Regions from separate parts of the Mus musculus genome. Here region 1 is linked to region 2. Evidence: chromatin contacts called from public HiCAR-type data. All regions are on one chromosome and are shown on one strand. Each heading gives the region's core, a stretch centred on a gene start, on an enhancer-like site or on the middle of the called end of the contact. The rest is flanking DNA. Distances are from core to core; before and after follow the strand shown.

Region 1 (4,996 bases), core at 380-2,879, 390 kb before region 2:
TTCCCAAGACACAGAAAGGCAAATAATGAAAAAGAACAATAAACAGAAACCAAAGCAACAACAACAAAAAATGCCCAGAAGCCTTAGCCTTATTGTAAGAATTCGACTCACTTTATAACCTCCTAACTCACTTTGCAATTAGAAACTTAGTGGCCCATCTCTAAACAATAGCAATATCTATCAGGATGTTGTGCACTTAGCTGTAACTTTGCTGTGTAATTATTGAGCGCTGTCTCCAACTTACTGTTCCTTTGAATATTAAGTGCTCCATTGTGTACTTCAAAGGTAATAGATTTTTGAGAACTATCCTTGAAAAATATATGAATATATTTATTGAATGTTGCTTGTAATAGAATTATATGTTAGGAAATTTGTTAGAAGTAATTGAAGAAACCCTAAGACTTTCCAGGTTAAATCTCTTCTAAAATACTGTTTTCACTCTACATCCTACTAACTCACTTGGCAATTGGAAACTTAGTAGCCCATCTCTAAACACCAACAATGTTTATAAGAATGTTGTGCTTTAACTGTAACTTTACTGTGTAATTGAGAGCGGTCTTCAATTTACTATTCCTTTAAACAGAAATGATTCTGTCTTCTTCATTCAGATGTCAGATACATTATAAGCACCCAAGTATTTGTGACATGGATGAATGAAGAATTTGTTATAATTAATAAAGACACTTTAATAATGTGACTTGTATTGTAAATACCAAGACCAAATTCAATATATACTTACTAAAACTCTATTCATTGGAAAGAGAGGCCCCTTGGTCTTGCAAACTTTATTTGCCCCAGTACAGGGGAACACCAGGGCCAAGAAGTGGTAGTGGGGGGGGGAGTGAAGGGGGGGGTATGGGGGATTTTTGGGATAGCATTGGAAATGTAAATAGAGAAAATACCAAATAGATAAATAAATAAATAAATAAATAAATAAATAAATAAATAAATGTACTTTATTGATCTCAATGATTTTATTGATAAACTATTATTTACTATTCCTTAAGATGATTTGAAATGGGTAGTTTTATCATTTGAATTTGTAAACAGTTTTTTTTTCCAAACCTTTTAACCTCATCTGTCATTTATGTTTGAGCAAGACTGGCTAATTTACAATACAAAGCATAAAAGGCAGTCACACTGACTCCATTAATAAAATATGCAATTCTGATAAGAGCTTCTTATTTCTACTGTCTTCTGATTGCAAGGCAGATGAAATACTCTTAAAATACTCTAGGGCTGCCAAAGATATTTAGGAGAAAACTTCTCATTGTCTTATACTTCACCAACTGCTAGGATGAATCCCAGAATGTGCCCTTACTCTGAAGAATACACAAAAATCAGCTAGGAAACAAGACACAGAAGCCAAAACTCTTGTTTAAAATGTAAGCTAATGGTTACAAAGCTAAGATTTAATATTTGGTCTTTGTATTGGCTAGTCTTGGTGGTCAACATGACATAACTAGGAAGAGGAAGCCTCAGTTGAAAAATTGCCTCCATCAGACTGGCCTATGAGAATGCCTATGAGGGTGTGTTCTGGATAACTAACTAAGGTAAGAGGGCCCACATTACTGTATGCAATACGATTTCTAGGAAGGTGAGCCTGGGGTAGAAACAGAATGTCAGCCTAGGGGCAAACCATTAAGCTTCAAGTTCATGCCCTACTTGAGTTCCTGTTCTGACTTCTCTCAAGGATGGACTATAACTGCTAAGTGTAAACAAGCTTTTTCCTAACCAGATTCTTTTGTTTATGGTATTCATTGCTATTCACACTCCAGTGAAGTCTGCTTGACAGGCCAAGAGGCTTGGAAGCACTCACAAGTCAGGGAAATTCAAGGAAACTTAATCTCCTGGAACCAGGCATTCTCATAAACAGTATACTCATATCCTATTTCCGCATTAGTCTGGTGTATGGATCCACGTGCTCTCTTTTAGGATTATTTTATTATAAGTGCCTTTAAAGATTGAATTCTGACATAGCTAAGCCTTCGCCAGTGTTCCAACGTCACAGAAAATCCTTGAAGCCGACAAACTTGGAATTCAGTAGGAATTCAGTAAGAAGGTTATCTATTCATTCAAATTTAGTTCTAAAAGAGATGGTGAAACTAATTAGGCATGACAAAGAACAGAGCGGGACTATCTCTGGGCTGGTCTGCAGAGTGTTTTCTTGGGACAATAGCCAGTCTTTCCCAGACAGGGGAATTCACAATGGCCTAGTGAATAGGTGGGTTTACCATGAAAGAGTTAGGGAATCCCCCTGAGACAGGTTTCTTCACTAGGCCCAAAGAAACAGCATCATCAGGCATTTACTAGAACCCCTGGTGGTGGGCTTAACAATAGACTAGCATTACTCCACTCCTTTCTTAGTGGCAGTGGCCTGATCCCCACCTTCTTTTGGTGTATACATTCCTTTTGTATTGTGTCACTGTAACTCACAGATGTATCCCACCTGGTTTCTTGTTGCTCTTCTGTATAAAAAGTATGATGCTCGACTTGAAAAATTACATTCAGATTCTACACAATCTCTTGTGTCACTTCTATTTGTCATTCATCAGCCGACTCCTTGTCCACCTGCAACTAGAGACCCATTCTACGCAGACAGGTGCTAAAAAGGGTCTTCGGCAATTCATCACAGGAGTGGAAACTGATATGAGAAGTTGGGTGTTTCTGTGATCAATCTAATCATGCTGTTAGCGAGGATAAAGGGGAAGATTGTGCAAGTGTTTAAAATCTGCACAGGAAAACATTCTAAACACTATTCTAAAAACTATTCTAAAAACTTGAGAAATAATGCTGGGAGCAAGACAACAAAGGATGTCAGGATCATAAACTTTCAGACAGAAGTAAAGACTCTGCTAGGGCTTTTCATGTGATAATTTGGATAAGGAATCTGGAGAAATGAAATCTGTGCTTCTCTGGTTGGGAAATGGATGCTACGCAAGGAGGGTTGAAGAACAATCTGTGATTAATAAGAGTTCATTTATCTGATGTGAAATCATAAGGGGAAATCACACAAAAGATGTGATCTGGGGGCTAGGAATGAGACTGTATTTCAAATAGGAAGCCAAAATTGGTAATGTGTAAGAATAGCCAATGTGGTATTGATTTGGGAGGCATGAAACTGAGGTACTGAAAAAGACATGAAGAAGAGCTCAGTCTTAGTAACGGACAGCAGGATCAGAGACTCTGAAGACGGGCTAAACATGCAGACTCAGATGTAGCCAAAACTGCAGAATACTGGAATCTCAGAACTGTGATACATTCATCGAGGGCAGCAACAGGTGTTGAAGTGGAGCAGCATTTAGCCCATGAGATAAGCTATGCATACTACAAATGGCAAGTTGGAAAAGTGGAATTGCCTCAATCTTTTGCAGGCAGATTATGAGTAAATTCCAGATGCTGGACACTGAACTATTTACACTGCTAGATTTGGGATTTGGGATTTTGATTTGACTATAATTATGGCCTAGCTCATCTTTTTTAAAATAAAAATCAGTTTTGTTTTGTTTTTTATTTTACAGAAAACAAAAGGCTTTGAGTAAAATAAGAGGCTTAGAACTTTTAAAGAAAACTTGGACTTGCAAAGTATTGGAGGGTTTGGTTTGGTTTGTTTTTTGTTTGTTTGATGGGTTGGTTGGGTTGGGTTGGGTTGGGGGTTTTTTTTGGTTTTTGGTTTGGGTTTTTGAGACAGGGTTTCTCTGTGTAACCTTGGTTGTCCTGGTACTTGCTCTGTAGACCAGGCTGATCTAGAACTTATAGAGATCCTCCTGCCTCTGCCTCTCAAGTGCTGTGATTAAAGGCATATAAAACCACCACCTGGCAAAAGCACTAGAACTTTGAAAAAGTGTGAGATTCTAAATTTTGGACTATGCTTTATATTCTGGCATAAGACACTGGGGACAAGGAAAGGTTGCAATTTAACAGAGACATGTTTCTGTGTCAAGTTGAGACTTGTGGTGGTTAATCTCAGTTGTCTACTTGACGTAGATGTGAAGAGGAAACTTCACCTGAAGGATTGCCTCCATCAGAGTAGCTATGAACATATCCATAAAACTTTTTCTTGATCACTAATTGATTTAGGAAGGCCTAGCCCACAGTGGGCAGTACCTTCCTTAGGCAGGTAGACCTGGGATATATAAGAAAGGTAAATGAGAACGAGCCTGGGAGAAGTACAGAAAATAGTGTTCTTCAAAGATTTCTTCCACAGCTCCCTGCTCTTCTGGTGTTCTTGCCTTTCTTTAGTTCCTGCTTTACTTCCCAGAAAGTAAGTCTATAATCTGTAAGTGGAAACAAATCTTCCTAAATTGTTTTGGTCATAATATTTATCCAGCAACAGATAGTAAATTAGGTCACACTTCAAATGTAGATAGTACTTCTATGAGCACTGTTACTTCTTTCCTAACATAAAGTGTGTAGCTTGAAAACTCAAAATGAATTTTTAGTTTTCTATTCCTTAGGCAATAACTATTATGTTTCATAAATTATGAAATACAAATGGTTGTCTTTTCAAAAACTTTTACTTGATCTATATGAAACTACTATACTCTCTAAAATCCAAAACTTTTATGTATTTAAAGAAGGTGTGCTGTAACTCAAACGCTTTTCATTCATATACGTAAGCACCTTCTTTTATTCAAACCATTTCAGGGACTGGAAAAGGCATTTGCTGGCAAGACTTATAACCTGAGATGCACAAGATGAAAGAAAAGAATCAGCCTCCATGAGTTCCCTGTATTCATGCATGCATGTACGTGCATGAACACACACACACACAAACACACAAAGTTTTTAAATGTTTAAGCATTTTTGTGTGTGAGGCAATTCTGTAGCAACTTCAGAAGAGTGAAACAAAGAAAAAAAAGACTGCCTTTACACATCCTTTTCTATAATGTGTATTCTGGTAGGGAAAGGCAAAGATAATCAAACAATAGGATGCTTTACCTTTCTGTGTCTATAACAAATGCTATTAAGACTTACTATATAAAAAGATAAGGAT
Region 2 (4,760 bases), core at 1,383-3,882:
TGGCGGAGCTCCGTTTTGAAACGTATCTCACGCAGGAGACAGTGGATTCGACCACGAGGCTTGAAAGCTAGGGGTTTTTATAGAAAAGGGTCTGGGGCTGGGGGAGGAATTGGCACGGTTTCACATGATTGGTCCATTTAAACATCAGCAGACTGTACATGCAGATCGAGGTAACAGCAGAGCATCTGGTTAACATTTAACTTAGGTCAGAAGGGCGGGAGATAGGGAGGCGCTGGGCCAGTCTGGACATTCTTGTATGTCTTCCCTATCTTTATGGCTAGTTGGTTCCTGGGATGACTTTACAGCCTTTGTTCTTTGCTCTAGGCCCAAAAAGCCCTCCTAACTAGCAAGCCGAATGAGTCATGGACCTTGAATAAACTTTCTGGCTAGGGCTTTGAAGCCTTGAATTTAGTTTTCTTTCTTTCAGATTCACCTGGGATTGTAATTCTTCACACCACCACCTTCGTCTCCTGAGCACTTGCTTTGGTCACAGCTCTCTGCTACTATGCTAATTGTTGTGTCACATAGCCAACCAAGGCAGCATTGACAATCAGCTAGAGCAGAGTGAATATTTCATTTGTGCCCACCTTCTCCAAGCAAATCTCATTTCTGTATCCTAACCTAATGGACAATTAAATATATTTTTAGCTCAGGGTCAAAATTAGAAAATGGGCTTATGTTTATTCTAGCTGTAAAATAGAGCCGAATAGTAACCAAAGAGCCTGGTGGTTCGTCCTGTGATCCTAACACTTAAGAGACTGAGACACAAAGATTGTGACAAGTTCAAGGACAGGTTGGACTAAAGAATTAGAGGGCAGCCTAGAAAGACCCTGAATCAGAAACAAACAAATCAGAGAATTCAAATAAAGGTGCTCCTAAATTGCCCACTCTCCTTTTGTGAATATGTGCATTTGGTGGGAAAATGTTGTGTAAATGTGAAAGAAATAGCTTTGCCAATAACTCATTCTTCCTCAGTCTCCTGTAGGCAAGAAATGATTGGAAGATTCTAAGCTATTGAGAGGAAAAGGCCACTTTGATGAATACACATTTGACTTAAATAAATAAATAAATAAATAAATAAATAAATAAAGCTGGGAGGTGGTGGCGCACACCTTTAGTCCCAGCACTTGGGAGGCAGAGGCAGGCAGATTTTGATGAATACACATTTGACTTAAATAAATAAATAAATAAATAAATAAATAAATAAAGCTGGGAGGTGGTGGCACACACCTTTAGTCCCAGCACTTGGGAGGCAGAGGCAGGCAGATTTATGAGTTTGAGGCCAGCCTGGTCTACAAAGTGAGTTCCAGGACAGCCAGGGCTATACAGAGAAACCCTGTCTCAAAAAAAAAATTGTAAAAAAATAAAATTATCAAATATCTACAGTGAGCAAGGGCTATATGCCTGTAACAACCACCTGAAGTAGTTGTTTGGGAGCGTTTCAGAAGCCCTGTAATCCAGACCCACTAAGAAATGGTCAAGCCATGTTTTTTTGCTATTTTGTTTTTTTCTTCCTTCCTCCGGTCTTTCCCCTATTACCCACTAATCTGCCTCACAACTAAAAGTCCATAGCTGGAATCACTAGTGACCACATCGTGTCAGAGAAATAACAGCTTTGAGTCAGACCTTGGTCTAATTTTATAATGTGTAATGTTTCCAAGAATATTTAAAATGTTGTCTAGTTAGCCAATGGTGTTTGTTATTGCTATTTTGGTGAGATTTGGTGTTATTTCTGTTAGCATTCTGTCGAAACTTCACTCCACAGTTACCGGGCAATAGCCAGGTATGCTCCTCCCCACAGTTACCTGGCAACAGGCAGATATGCTCCTACCACAGTTACCTGGCAACATCCACAGGCCTGACCCACTATAAAAGGGACTGCTTGCCCCCTACTCCTTTTCTTGTTCTCTTGCTTCTCTCTTGCCCTCTTGGGCTCTTCCTTTCCCCCCTCCCACCATCCCTATTCCCTTTCTCCTCTCCACGTGTTCATGGCCATCCTCTACTTTACTTCTCTTCTCTTCTCTTCTTTTCTCTTCTCCCCTCCCCTCCCCTCCCCTCCCCTCCCCTCCCCTCTCCTCTCCTCTCCTCTCCTGTCCTCTCCTCTCCTTTCCTCTCCTCTCCTCTCTTCTCCTCTCTCTCTCTCTCTCTCTCTCTCTCTCTCTCTCTCTCTCTCTCTCTCTCTTTCTCTCCCTTTCTCTGTCTCTACTACCCTCTTAATTCCCCTCCCCATGCCCCAAATAGACTCTATTCTGTAGCCTCCCCCAGCCTTGAAGCAGGCTGATTCAGACCTCTGAGAATGAGACCACCTGGGGTGGAAGCTTCTGACTTTAAAGGTTCTATTGTTCTGTCACCTGCTGCTGCTCTTCTCCAAGACACTGTGTGAGGCCCTTGAGATATTCTGGAGACAGCATCACACAGCAGATCACCAACAGGCTGGTGACAGGCACCAAGAATGGATTGGCAGGGGATGGGCCTCCCGTCTTTATAAGAACAGACTCTTAGTAAACTTTGGGGGCCTTGAACAGAAACATGTCTTGGCCTCCATTATTTCTCTCGCCTTTCCTTCCATATAGCTCTGGCCTCCCACTTAGGATCCCAGTTAGTGTGGCTGCAGGCAGCTTAGACTATTCTATACTATACTGTCATGTGACTGGCCCCTCAGGGGGAAGGGATGCCTTGGCATGGGCCGGCTGAGACATCCCCCTCCCCCACACCTCACCACACACATTCCTAGAACATAACCCCTGCCTTTCTTTATCTTTTTATAAACACATCAATTTTTTTGATTCCTTGCTTTTTATTTTTGTTTCACTATTTTTGTAGTTCTTGATTTTATGCAATTATGACTCCATAAGATGTGGTTTGGTAACATAAACAATTTCCCAGGAATAGACAGATCTCTGAGTTCAAGGCCAACATAGTCTATAGTTTTCCAGGACAGCTAGGTCTACATAGAGAAAACCTGTCTTAAAAAAAAAAATCCCAGGAATAATACAATTAAATTGCATATGATATACACATTATGTATTCCATAATTCAATCTAAATTTAAAATAACCATGGCCTATAAGAAAAATATCAGAATCCGGAAGATGGTGGTGCACGCCTTTAATCCCAGCACTTGGGAGGCAGAGGCAGGCAGAATTCTGTGTTCGAGGCCAGCCTGGACTACAAAATAAGCTCCAGGACAGGCAGGGCTACACAGAGAAACCCTGTCTTGAAAAAAACCAAAAAAAAGAAAAAAGAAAGAAAAAAAATCAGTAAAATATTCCTACTATAGTAATGGAATAGACTTTATCTTTTGTTTTTATCATATTGATTGGGAGGGGGCAGCTGTCAATGGTACCCAGACAAGTCAGACACCGTTAAGCTGTAACTCCAGCCTTCATATTGATTTTTCTTTACTATATTAATGATTAGTCACTTTATAAAATCACTTAGTCATGAAAAAGTAATGGTCCGAAAATATGGTCTTTCTTTCTGACTTCTATTATTCAGTACCAAACTGTGTGAAGCAAGTCTGATATTTACACAGATTGAATAGTACACAGAATAAGGAGCCTTCAACATTTTCTCGTTTAGAAAGCCTAACCTATAGCTATCTTCCGTAGACTTACACACAGTAAATATATGCATTTACACCTTAGGAAATTCATCAACCATTCCCCTAGGGAAGATTCTCAACGTAGGTTTTAGGCTTTCAATTTTGCTTGGCCAGTGACTTGTGGGGAGTAGGGAGGGAAACTACAGATCAGAATGGGAATCCGGCATGTTGGTACATGCCAGTAATCCCTGAACTCGAGGAAAAGTGGGTTCATGTTGCTACAAAGAAGTCCAAAGTCAGAAGGATCTCAATTTAAGAACAAACAAACAAACCAACAACAAACAAAAACTCCAAACAAAAACCTAATCAGAATAAAAGGAGATGTTTCTTTAAAAGAATTAAGAATTCTTTAAGGGTCAAAGTCAGATATTACAAAGTCATTCCTCATATACAAAGAAGGATGGCTGGGGCTGGAGCAGTAGAAAAGAGGAACTGATTAGAATTTGAAGCAACAGAATTCTCCCTAATGCCAGCAACACCCAAGGCTATAAGGATGCAGAGTGCTCTCACCAACCTTGGATCAACATCCAGGACCCAAGCTCCCCAGCTACACAAGGAACACAAGGCTCAATCTTCTACCTGCCTGTGAGCCACAGCTGTTTGTTCCTGCCTCACCTGACATGGAATAAGGGGTCTCTGCCTCTGACCCAGAGACCAACCAAATGACAAATGCCTTTTCTCTCTATTTTTCAGGAATGGCATATACCATAGCACTCCCCTCAGAACCCTTCAAAAACTTTAGCACCCAGTTCCAATCAAACAGATAAAGCTTTCAAGGTTTTCATTCATACAAAAGATTCAGCAAGTTTCATCTCCCCTGCTCTCAGCATGGGAAAAAGGGAAATGTTAACTCTCCCATGACTTATTCATTAAGCTTTTCAAAGAGTTAGATACTTTGTTTTCAGAGAAACAAACAAACAAGCAAAAAACAACAACAACAGAAAAAGAGAGTTAGTTTAAGCAGTATTCCCAGAACACAGATTCCTAGGAAAGATGAGCGAGTGAACCTTACAACTGTTTTACAGGTTGCAGGTTGCTTTCCCAGAGCAGAGCAGCAATGTCTAGAATCTAGACATCTTACAAGACTCCTTTGTTAGAAATAAAATTTCCAAAGATGGTTTTATGGCAGACATAAAATGGTGCCAGTGTTTCTGCAG

What was found. HiCAR-type assays count read pairs that join an accessible place to other places.
Region 1: a contact with region 2 is called in a HiCAR-type map of embryonic stem cells, with 4 times the contacts expected there. The contact joins two enhancer-like sites. A contact is called at or near these places in 2 of 115 datasets of contacts at active chromatin or transcription factors (both in embryonic stem cells) and 1 of 9 other capture datasets (embryonic stem cells).

The regions. Positions count from the first base shown.
Region 1 is chr12:65,591,029-65,596,024 of GRCm38.p6, reverse strand. No RefSeq gene overlaps it. Among named protein-coding and RNA genes, the nearest start is that of Gm22782, 27 kb to the right of the region's middle. Within about 2 kb of position 1,629, at least 5 of the 459 cell types and tissues checked have an H3K27ac peak or open chromatin away from gene starts, as enhancers often do. A contact at or near this core is called in embryonic stem cells, where this site is marked.
Region 2 is chr12:65,204,198-65,208,957 of GRCm38.p6, reverse strand. No RefSeq gene overlaps it. Among named protein-coding and RNA genes, the nearest start is that of Gm31063, 4.0 kb to the right of the region's middle. Within about 2 kb of position 2,632, at least 11 of the 459 cell types and tissues checked have an H3K27ac peak or open chromatin away from gene starts, as enhancers often do. A contact at or near this core is called in embryonic stem cells, where this site is marked.